Regions from separate parts of the Triticum aestivum genome. Here region 2 is linked to region 1. A link is a contact called in public Hi-C data. All regions are on one chromosome and are shown on one strand. The core of a region is the stretch at or near the end of the contact, and the rest is flanking DNA. Distances in the headings are between cores, read along the strand shown. Region 1 holds the start of LOC123137577 (probable metal-nicotianamine transporter YSL14). Region 2 holds the start of LOC123137580 (protein BOLA1, chloroplastic).

Region 1 (4,620 bases), core at 93-2,592:
GTGGCTGGCCGTGGCGTGCCGCCTGAAGGTGATTCGGACGTCTGATGCGCGCTCCTCCAGCCAGCCCGGCTTGTGTTTTCCGCCGTGAGATCAATTTCGATCATCTCTTTTCAAACAAGATCGCGACCGCCAACAGCGTATACAGCATCCATCCCTATTGCCGCCGCGGCGCCCAACTTGGATCCAACCGCTGCTCTGCGGTCGCTTTCCCACATGCGAACCGATCAACGATCCATTGGCTGTTTCTAAGTGAGCCGACCACAAATTCCAGCCTTGATTCCAACAAGTCGGACTGTGCATGATAGCAGCCCGGATGTGGGGTGAACAGTGGTCGAGAGCTTGCGAGACATGCGCGGCGTGCCCAGGCAGGCAAGCTCCGGGATGGGAAGCAATGACGAGCCTTGGCGGAAAATGGTGGTCCATGTCCAGGTCCACGACGGCTGACAGCCGGGCTGATCCACTCGGAAGATGCAAAAGATAATTCTTCGAGATGCGCTCCATGTTGCGTCGCGTCGCGGTGCTTCCTGTCTCCAGATGGCTCGACGAGATAACGAAGGAGGCTGGTTCTGCCTCGCAATGATTGACGGCGAGAGCAAATGAAGAAAGAAAAGAGACCGCGTACGAATGTTATGCGCGCAAATGATACAGCCATAAGCATACAGACCTCAGCGTGAACACGGCATAGCTCTCCCAAGACGTACGTAAACGCGGCATAATGCCTAGTATATGCTGAGCTCATATCTCCACTAATAATCAACTAACTAATTGACGAGAGCTGGGATCAAGTACATCACATCACCAGCTAAAATAAGAAATCGCAAATGTAATAGTAGTAGTAGATCGTTCCTTTGTTGATTAACGAAACTGCTCTGCATACGATGCTTTTCTCGTCCGAGCAGTACGATAAGAGAGGAAATCATCTCTGCATGCTATGGCCCACAAACTGAATTATTTATGGTTGTCTCTAATCGTATAGTGTTGTACAGGAACTTGTCCTACGCATAGCAAGGTTCGTTGATTAAAGAGAGAGAGAGATTACAATCTGCTACTACGTATTACTATATCGTTTGATTTGATTGAGGAAGGCGTCGCTACACCATACGTGGAAGGAAGGAGCTCGATAAGAAACGGTGCGTGCGGTTCGGCCGGCCCATGCATCCTGGAGACGACAAATCAAATCAAATCAAATACTACCCGGCCACCAGCAATCCTGCCCGTCCGATCCCATCACGACGGTCGTCAAGCGCCTCGGGGGACGCCACCCCCACGGCACACCACCCGCTGCTGCACCTGCACGGGCCACACCCTCAATAAATATTGCCTGGCACAGCGCAGCACAGAGAGACAGCTCACGCCTGACGCCTGGGCCGGGCCGTAGCCATCGCGCCCCAGCATTTTCTCTCCCCCACCACCACCACCACCACCACTCCAACGAAGCAAGCACCGCGAGTCCAAGCGGCCAAGCCAATGGCCACGCGCACCACCCACGGCGCCGCCGGGGACGACGAGGTGGCGGAGGCGGCGGGGAACACGGGCCCCACGCTCCGCCACCGCCACGGCCACGCGGGCAAGGGCGCGGGCGAGGCCGCCAATGGCGGCGCCAGCCCCGAGGACGCCTCGGTGGAGCAGGTCTTCGCGGACAAGGCGGTGCCGTCGTGGAGGGAGCAGCTCACGCTGCGGGCCTTGGTCGTCAGCGCGCTGCTCGCCGTCATGTTCAGCGTCATCGTCATGAAGCTCAACCTCACCACGGGGATCATCCCCTCGCTCAACGTCTCCGCGGGGCTGCTCGGCTTCTTCTTCGTCCGCCTCTGGACCAACGCCTTCGAGCGGATGGGCCTCGTCGGCCAGCCCTTCACCCGCCAGGAGAACACCGTCATCCAGACCTGCGTCGTCTCCGCCTACGGCATCGCCTTCAGCGGTAACCTCCCCCAACCTTCCACTACACTCGGTTACAGTTACAAATTACAATTGAAGCGTGCTAGGAACATTGGTTTTTTTGCGAATGTCAAGTTTGAGTGTCGGCTTTGCTTCAACGCCTCAATTTCGTGCTCTTACCTTCGTATGGAAAGTTTGTCTGACATTGACCAGTAGACGAATCCATTTCGTTCGTGCGTGTATGTCGATAGCTTTGGGATTCGTCGTAATCTGGGCTATGGGGGATAAGGAGGAGCACGATGCAGATCTGGGCTCAGGAGGTAGAGGTGGGCATAGGCATAGCGATTTGCACTAGTGGGTTGGTGGCTTGGGGCATCAGGGAATCCATTGTTTCTTTTGCCCCCAAGGAAAAATACGAACCAGTCGCATTCAAATCCTCCAAAGTGGGCTTATGATGAGAGCAACGATAGGGAAAGCACAACACAAGAAACTTCTTGGATTCGGACTTTGTGGTTTGATAGGTGTGTTAGGTGGACTGCAGTGTGCCTTTTGTTTTTCCAATCTTCCGAACTAGATGTTGGAGACGATGGTACTTGCGTGCACCTGACTGAACTGTGAAGCATCTAGGACGAAATTAGGGACCATTTTTGGTTGGTTCATTAGGTGAATGAGTGAACCAAGTAGGTGCAATGGTCAACAACATCTTTTGAAGTTTTGGCGCTGGTGATAAGGATGGAGAGGCAAATTACAGCTAGTGTTGAGGACAAGCTGCAAATGGAGGAGCGTGCTTGGTTTGACTTCTCACCTTAAAATAGATAGATGCACGGCTCATTGTTTTCTAGTATTTATTTATCTATGATAGACATGACGCATGCATGTGAAGCATTGAGTCCACATGAACATAAACAACTAGTATGGTCTGTGGGTTTATTTTGGAACCATGTTACATGTACGTTCAAGCTTATATGGGAATACTTTCATGTGATAGTCGCTGATTTCATTTCACAGACTTGAGAGTCCCCGTGACAGTGCATACGCGTTGCTGATTTGAAAATGGACACAAATGTCCTTTGTTCATAAGTCGGTCTACTATGTGGAAATTCTTGTCAGCAGCTTTACATATGCTTCTGTTTCTCTTTCAACTGCACCAGTATCAAATAGGAATTTCCAGGATGGTGAGCGATGATTAACTGATTATCTATGTTTCAAATTGGTCATGGGATGATTCGCAAAAATATATGATCATAATTCGTAAGATGAGGAAATCATACGATGCATGAAATCAACTGCTTGATTAATTTCTGTAATTGTGGAAAGTACATTAGCACATAACCCTATTTATCTTTGCTGATCGATCTGCCTGCCTTGTGAAACTGTACTTGCTAGTATGTCATTATGCACAAACAAATTACTTTGGCTAATTGACATGTTGCTTTTCTTATTTGTTACGATTGGTCAGGTGGGTTTGGCAGTTATCTGTTTGGAATGAGTGACACAATAGCTAAGCAAGCAACGGAGGCTAATGATGCTTGGAACATCAAGGAACCTCACCTTGGATGGATGATAGGCTTTCTTTTCCTCGTCAGTTTTATTGGGATTTTTGCTCTTGTGCCCATGAGAAAAGTAAGGCCTTCAACATGTTTCTCCCTTTGTTCTTACTAAATAACTGTATACTCCCTCCGTAAAGAAATATAAGAGCGTTTAGATCACTACTTTAGTGATCTAAACACTCTTATATTTCTTTACAGAGGGAGTACAAGCAAACTTTGTTCTCATCAGCTGAGTTGCTCTTCCAGATCATGATTGTCGACTACAAGCTGACCTATCCAAGTGGCACAGCAACTGCTTATCTCATCAATGGTTTTCACACACCTGAGGGCGCCAAGCTTGCAAAGTATGTTGATAACAGTTCTGTTCTCTACTGCTTATACAAGTGCCAAAAAACTTTGCTGACAGCAGTGACCATCTTGTTTCAGGAAGCAAGTAAAGATACTGGGCAGGTACTTTATGTTGAGCTTTTTCTGGGGCTTTTTCCAATGGTTCTTCAGTGGTGGCGATGACTGCGGTTTCAAGAACTTCCCAACATTAGGCCTTGAAGCTTACAAGAATAGGTCAGTAATGACATCATCTTGGTTCTGCTGACAGCATTGATTATGATTTGTCCAATATCTGGAAATAACCTGACTAATGTATCTACAGAAACGTCTACATCTTGCTACACTATGTTTTTCTTCTATAGTCATGGTGGAAATTATTTATGCTTATTTACCGGCTGCAAGATAATGTCTAGTGTCTGAACATTTGCTTACGGTAGTTCCCTGGCAGTCTCCTATACTGAACCTAACTTATCGTCTTCCAGGTTCTACTTTGATTTCTCTCCTACATATGTTGGGGTTGGCATGATCTGCCCACACATCGTGAATGTGTCTGTTATTCTAGGAGGTATCATCTCGTGGGGTATAATGTGGCCTCTCATTGGCAAGAAAAAAGGGAGTTGGTACCCTGCTTCTCTCCCAGAATCTAGTCTTCATGGGCTGCAGGCTTACAGGGTAAGCACTCTGATCTTGCACTGTCTTCACTTTCGTCTAAGCTAAAATCCAACAATGTTGTCTGAAAAAACCAACAGTTTTGCGACCAAGATTTTTGATTGCTGGTTGCTTTACCATTACAGGTCTTTATATCCATTGCTTTGATTCTTGGGGATGGGCTATATAACTTTGTCAAGGTGCTTATCCGCACAATTGC
Region 2 (4,672 bases), core at 1,062-3,561, 450 kb before region 1:
GCGCGGGGAGGACGCGGTCGATCTGCGTTTGCATGGTGCAGACGAAGGTGCGGAGATCAAGCGGTGCGGAGCCTGCATGGTGCAGCTGCATGGGTGGAACGGCCTCGGCCAATAGGGAGGCGTCAGGCGTGGCGCATGGAGCGGGCGTGGGCCTCGGATCCGCCTCGGGATCACCGGTGGGGGTGGCGAATGAGGGTCAACCGTTGTGGCAGAGAGAGGGGGCCAAAGAGTGAGTGCAAATTAGGATTTTCAGAGCTTGAGAGTTTGAGTTCATCCAGATCTTAGATTATGCTTAATTAAGCATTTAAGCCATCGAACACAGAAAATGCGGCTGGAAGACAGACAATTCATGGCTGAATAGGCTTAGCTTTGCTAATTGTGCTTCGACTATATTAGCTTTGCAGTCAAAATACACTTTCAGAAATAGAAAAATTACCTTAGTCTCACTTTCATGAATCATGACACATATTACATCTTATATTCATAAGCTTAGACTTCAGCTTGTGAATCCCCCTTTTTCTTAAATGACAAATGCTTCCAGCAGAGAAATTTGTACTCCCTCGGTAAAGAAATAAGAGTGTTTAGGTCACTACTTTTGTGATCAAAATGCTCTTATATTTCTTTACAGAGGGAGTACTTGATAAGTTTCCGTAAGTTAATGGCCGCAGGCAATCATGCACATAGAGAAATTCACACTTCAACCAAGGCAACAGTATGTCTTTATCATGAAGAAATATGCATGCCATAACATTGCTTTACAAACCGATTCGTGGCTACATGCTATTGCTGCAATCAACTTATTTCGGAACAAACACTAATCGAGTCGAGAAAAATTACATTCATGATCCCGACTCTGTTGGAGTTTTCGCAACAATGGAGATAGCATGAAGACCCGAGTTCAACTCATCGGTCAAGAGATCATACACCATCCTATGACGCTTCACAAGGCTCTGCCCTTCAAACTTGGGTGAAATTACCTTGATGTTAAAATGCGTCTCATTTGCATTGTCCTTGACAGCCGCATGCCCAGCATGTTGGTAAGAAACATCTTCAATATCTAGTGCACTGGCCTCCAAAGCAGACTGCAGCTTTTGCCTCATCCGAGCAGCTCTTGAGAGCACAACACTGGTACCTCGCGAACCCATCATTTTTCAGCCTGATTCAAGAGCAACTGCCTAAAAGAAGAATATATTGGTTATGCAAGTAATCACCATTGCAAGTGTAATAGCAATAGCATGTTACATGATTCTTATACATAAGCAATGGATTGACATTGAACCAGCAGCCCCCACTCCAAGGCCAGAGTTGTATAACACAAACAAGAAAAATGCCTTGGCCTAAACTAATCTCAAATGTTCATTCCCCAAAGTCATAAAAAAATACTATCATGTACTCCCTCAGTCCCAAAATAAGTGTCTTGAGCTTAGTACAAATTTGTCGTAGAGCTAGTACAAAGTTGACACTTATTTTAGGACGGAGGGAGTAGCATAAATCTGTTCTTGTAACACCGGCTGGTCCCAGTGTCCATTTGTAGATTCTAATTTCTTAAACAACTAATATGAATTCAAGAGACAGAAAATAGTTTATCTTCCCTTGATTGACAAAATTACCATCCAACTGGAACGGATCAAAAACAGCATAACAACACTGATGCTAACTTTTAGAATTTCAAACCGTGTTTCCTTCTATGTTGTGACTCGTAAGCCCCAGATACATAATCAAAACCTAGATGATGCAATCGGACACAAAATCAAAACCTAGATTCATTTTTTTTGAGAATTAAAATCAAAACCTAGATGGTGAAATTGGACCGTCCTTACATGGATGGATCAGAGGCGCAAACTGAGGCGGAAAAAGACTACTACGAAGTCAAATATCTCACTCCTATTAGTGAAATTAGTAGGCATCTGGAGTATTTATGAAGCGGATCTGACGAGAAGCTTGCAGCGAAAACGAAAAGGTTCTAGGGTTCTAGGGTAATGGAGATAAGATCAGCTGGCGGTACAAAATTTTCGTGGGAGGGGAGCGCGCTGGAGCAATACGCAGTAATAAACAAAGAAAAGAAAAGGTAGAACTTACGTCGTTGCTGGAAGTTGTGGCGTCGTGTGTTGCGGTCGGAAGTCGAGGAGGAAGACGGCGGCTTAAGGGTGGAGAAGGGGAAAGCAGCGGAACAATAAAAAGCCCGAGTATATATAGTAGAATTTTCGTATAGGAGAAAAAAATAGATGTATGCGGTGAGCGTGGATCGAACACGCGACCTTCAGATCTTCAGTCTGACGCTCTCCCAACTGAGCTATCCCCGCTTTGTGATTTCAGGCAAACTTAGCACTACATGTCCCTTACCTTTTATTTAGTTCCAGCTTCGAACCCTATCACTGTAAGAATCTGCATCATGTTTCACTATGCCGCAAATGCTCTTCCTTCATGTCAGTTATACTAGACAGATAAAACGTTGCAATGCGAGCAAATCCAACATACATCCTTCTACTGGGCCTCATAAATTTGACTCAGAGGGGCAATTCACACCGCACGAAAACAGTCAACGATATTTGGACACGGCTTTTCAGGGGAGAAGAAAAGAGCCTACTCCCGTGTGGCGCACGGCAGGGCAAGGCTGGTCGACCGTGACGGAGCTGATGGCTTTATCTCCCCAGCCAGCCAGCCAGCCAGTCAGCTTATCCACTGGAGCAGGCGCAGGCGACGCGCAGCACGGCACACCAAAAGGTACGGGCCGAGCGAGACCGCCAGCGACGAGGCTCCCCGGCGACCCGCGCGCTACATACAGCCGTGCACCACCGACGGAAGCATACTACGATTCACCGGAGAACTGGCCATGTTTTGACCACACGGCGGGCGGGCGAGCGGCGAACCATGCACTGACGCGCATAGACGACAGTGCGCGCAGGTCGGCACATGCGCGTGGTAGTAGTAGTACCGTCTCCAATGGCAAAGAGAGGGCGGGGGCAGCTGGTGGCCACCAACCAGCTCCTGTGACACGGCAAGAGGACGGACGGGCATGCATTGCACGCCAGTCTGCGGCATCCGATCTGATCAGCGAGCGCTCGCGTTCGCGTGTGCTCTGAGATGTGTGCCAACAGCGGTTTGCCTGGCGCTCTGACGGGTCTCGGTCACCCCGGTCTGTCTGCGCCTATGTCGCTTTTACTGTAGCTTGCAGGAGGCTTTGCTTGCATGCAGATGCATATTTCCGCGTCGCCCAGCGGAGGACCTGACGTGTCACAGGCCTGTCTTCGCGTACGTACTGCACTGGCTTGCACTTGCAGGTTTCACGCAAGATTAAGTCGGGCAGCCACGACCATTGTTCGGTGTACATGCATCACCACTTGTTACTGAAGTAAAACATCCAAAGTTGTCCAGAATTTTATAGCTTGTGAAAAAACTAAACTGCGAGCTCAAGCTAGGCCGGGGATCATTATGCACGTGTGGTATGAACACATGGCAGCTCCAAGCATGACAACTTTTCCAATGGCAAGTTTCAGTTTTTCGGGGTTTCCTTTTTCTTTTCAGATGACAATTTTAATTGTAAAAAGTGAGTGTCGTAATGCTTTGTGTCACACCTGTGACACTTATCAGTTGATGTTTTTTATGGGTGTATCTTGATCTTAGTCAACTGAGGTTTAACCAAATCTCAGTCAAGTGAAATAACATGTAAAAAGATCTGAAGAAAAAAATTACACTGATCTCAATATAAGATCCCATGGATATAGCATCGACTGAGACTTAACTAAGTCTCCTGATAAAAAAAAATCTGAAGAAAGAATCTCAATAGCTCACTATAAAATTTCATGGATATAGTATTGACTGAGACTTAACTAAGTCTCAGTAGGCTGATATGTAACAAGACTATTTTTCTTTCACTGAATGCCCCTTTTCAAACTTCTTTTCTCCAGCGCGCACAAATTGATGTCCTATCTTTAGAGTAGGCATAGTGAACTATACAAGACAAGTTTTCATCATAACCCGATGAGAAGTAAATACCACTTCAATTGGAACGAACACAATAAAAAAACTTGTTCTAAATTGAGCTATGCTTGCCGACGCACCAAACCCCTCGAGAACTCCTTTGCTTTGTAGGAATCCCATAGGATAGAATTTGTATAGAAAAATTTTCTTTAGAGCCCTTTGGTTTGTAGGAATAGAATCATATTCCTATGAAGAAATTTTTTCCTATTTCATAGGAAAATAAACATTAGGCTGGACTCAATGAAAAAAACCCTACCATGTGAACCAAAGGGCATCTTATTTTTTATTCCTTTTCATAGGATTTCAGATACATGTCATCTCTGAGTGTCTAAAATAGTTGCCAGGTGAATGACGGGACTCCGATAGCCCCAAGAAGGCCATCGTCTTGGTCTCACCTAAGACGGTGTGTATAACGCCCCTGAAGAACAATCTGGAACAACGGCGAGCAATAGAGAACCTCCAAGCAATGCCTCAAAAAACAATGCTCCCAACAAAGAAATGATGACGAGGATGCCGCCATCGCCGGTTCGGATCTAAATCTAGACTTTTTCCTGGAGACAACAAACCAAAGAAGAGGGAGTGAGGTGTCGACACACTATAACAACTCCTCCTAGGAAGGGAACAAAACCACGAGTGTCACCACCGATGGCACCGACCATAGCTCAACAAGATTTTCATCTATATCACCGGC

Evidence for each region. Hi-C and Micro-C count contacts between places; a contact is called where the count stands out from the background.
Region 2: a Hi-C map of leaf shows a contact between it and region 1, with 7 times the contacts expected there. The contact joins the promoter of LOC123137580 here to the promoter of LOC123137577 in region 1. A contact is called at or near these places in 2 of 5 Hi-C or Micro-C datasets (both in leaf).

Annotation. Positions count from the first base shown.
Region 1 is chr6B:480,774,421-480,779,040 of IWGSC CS RefSeq v2.1, reverse strand. It overlaps LOC123137577 (probable metal-nicotianamine transporter YSL14), which reads left to right and starts at 1,342. Exons shown (of 6, transcript XM_044557394.1): 1 at 1,342-1,918; 2 at 3,335-3,498; 3 at 3,672-3,769; 4 at 3,852-3,986; 5 at 4,235-4,424; 6 at 4,547-4,620. The coding sequence starts at 1,468.
Region 2 is chr6B:481,220,556-481,225,227 of IWGSC CS RefSeq v2.1, reverse strand. It overlaps LOC123137580 (protein BOLA1, chloroplastic), which reads right to left and starts at 2,311. Exons shown (of 2, transcript XM_044557398.1): 1 at 2,080-2,311; 2 at 697-1,175. The coding sequence starts at 1,148. The coding sequence ends at 840. TRNAF-GAA (transfer RNA phenylalanine (anticodon GAA)) reads right to left here and starts at 2,303; the gene lies at 2,231-2,303.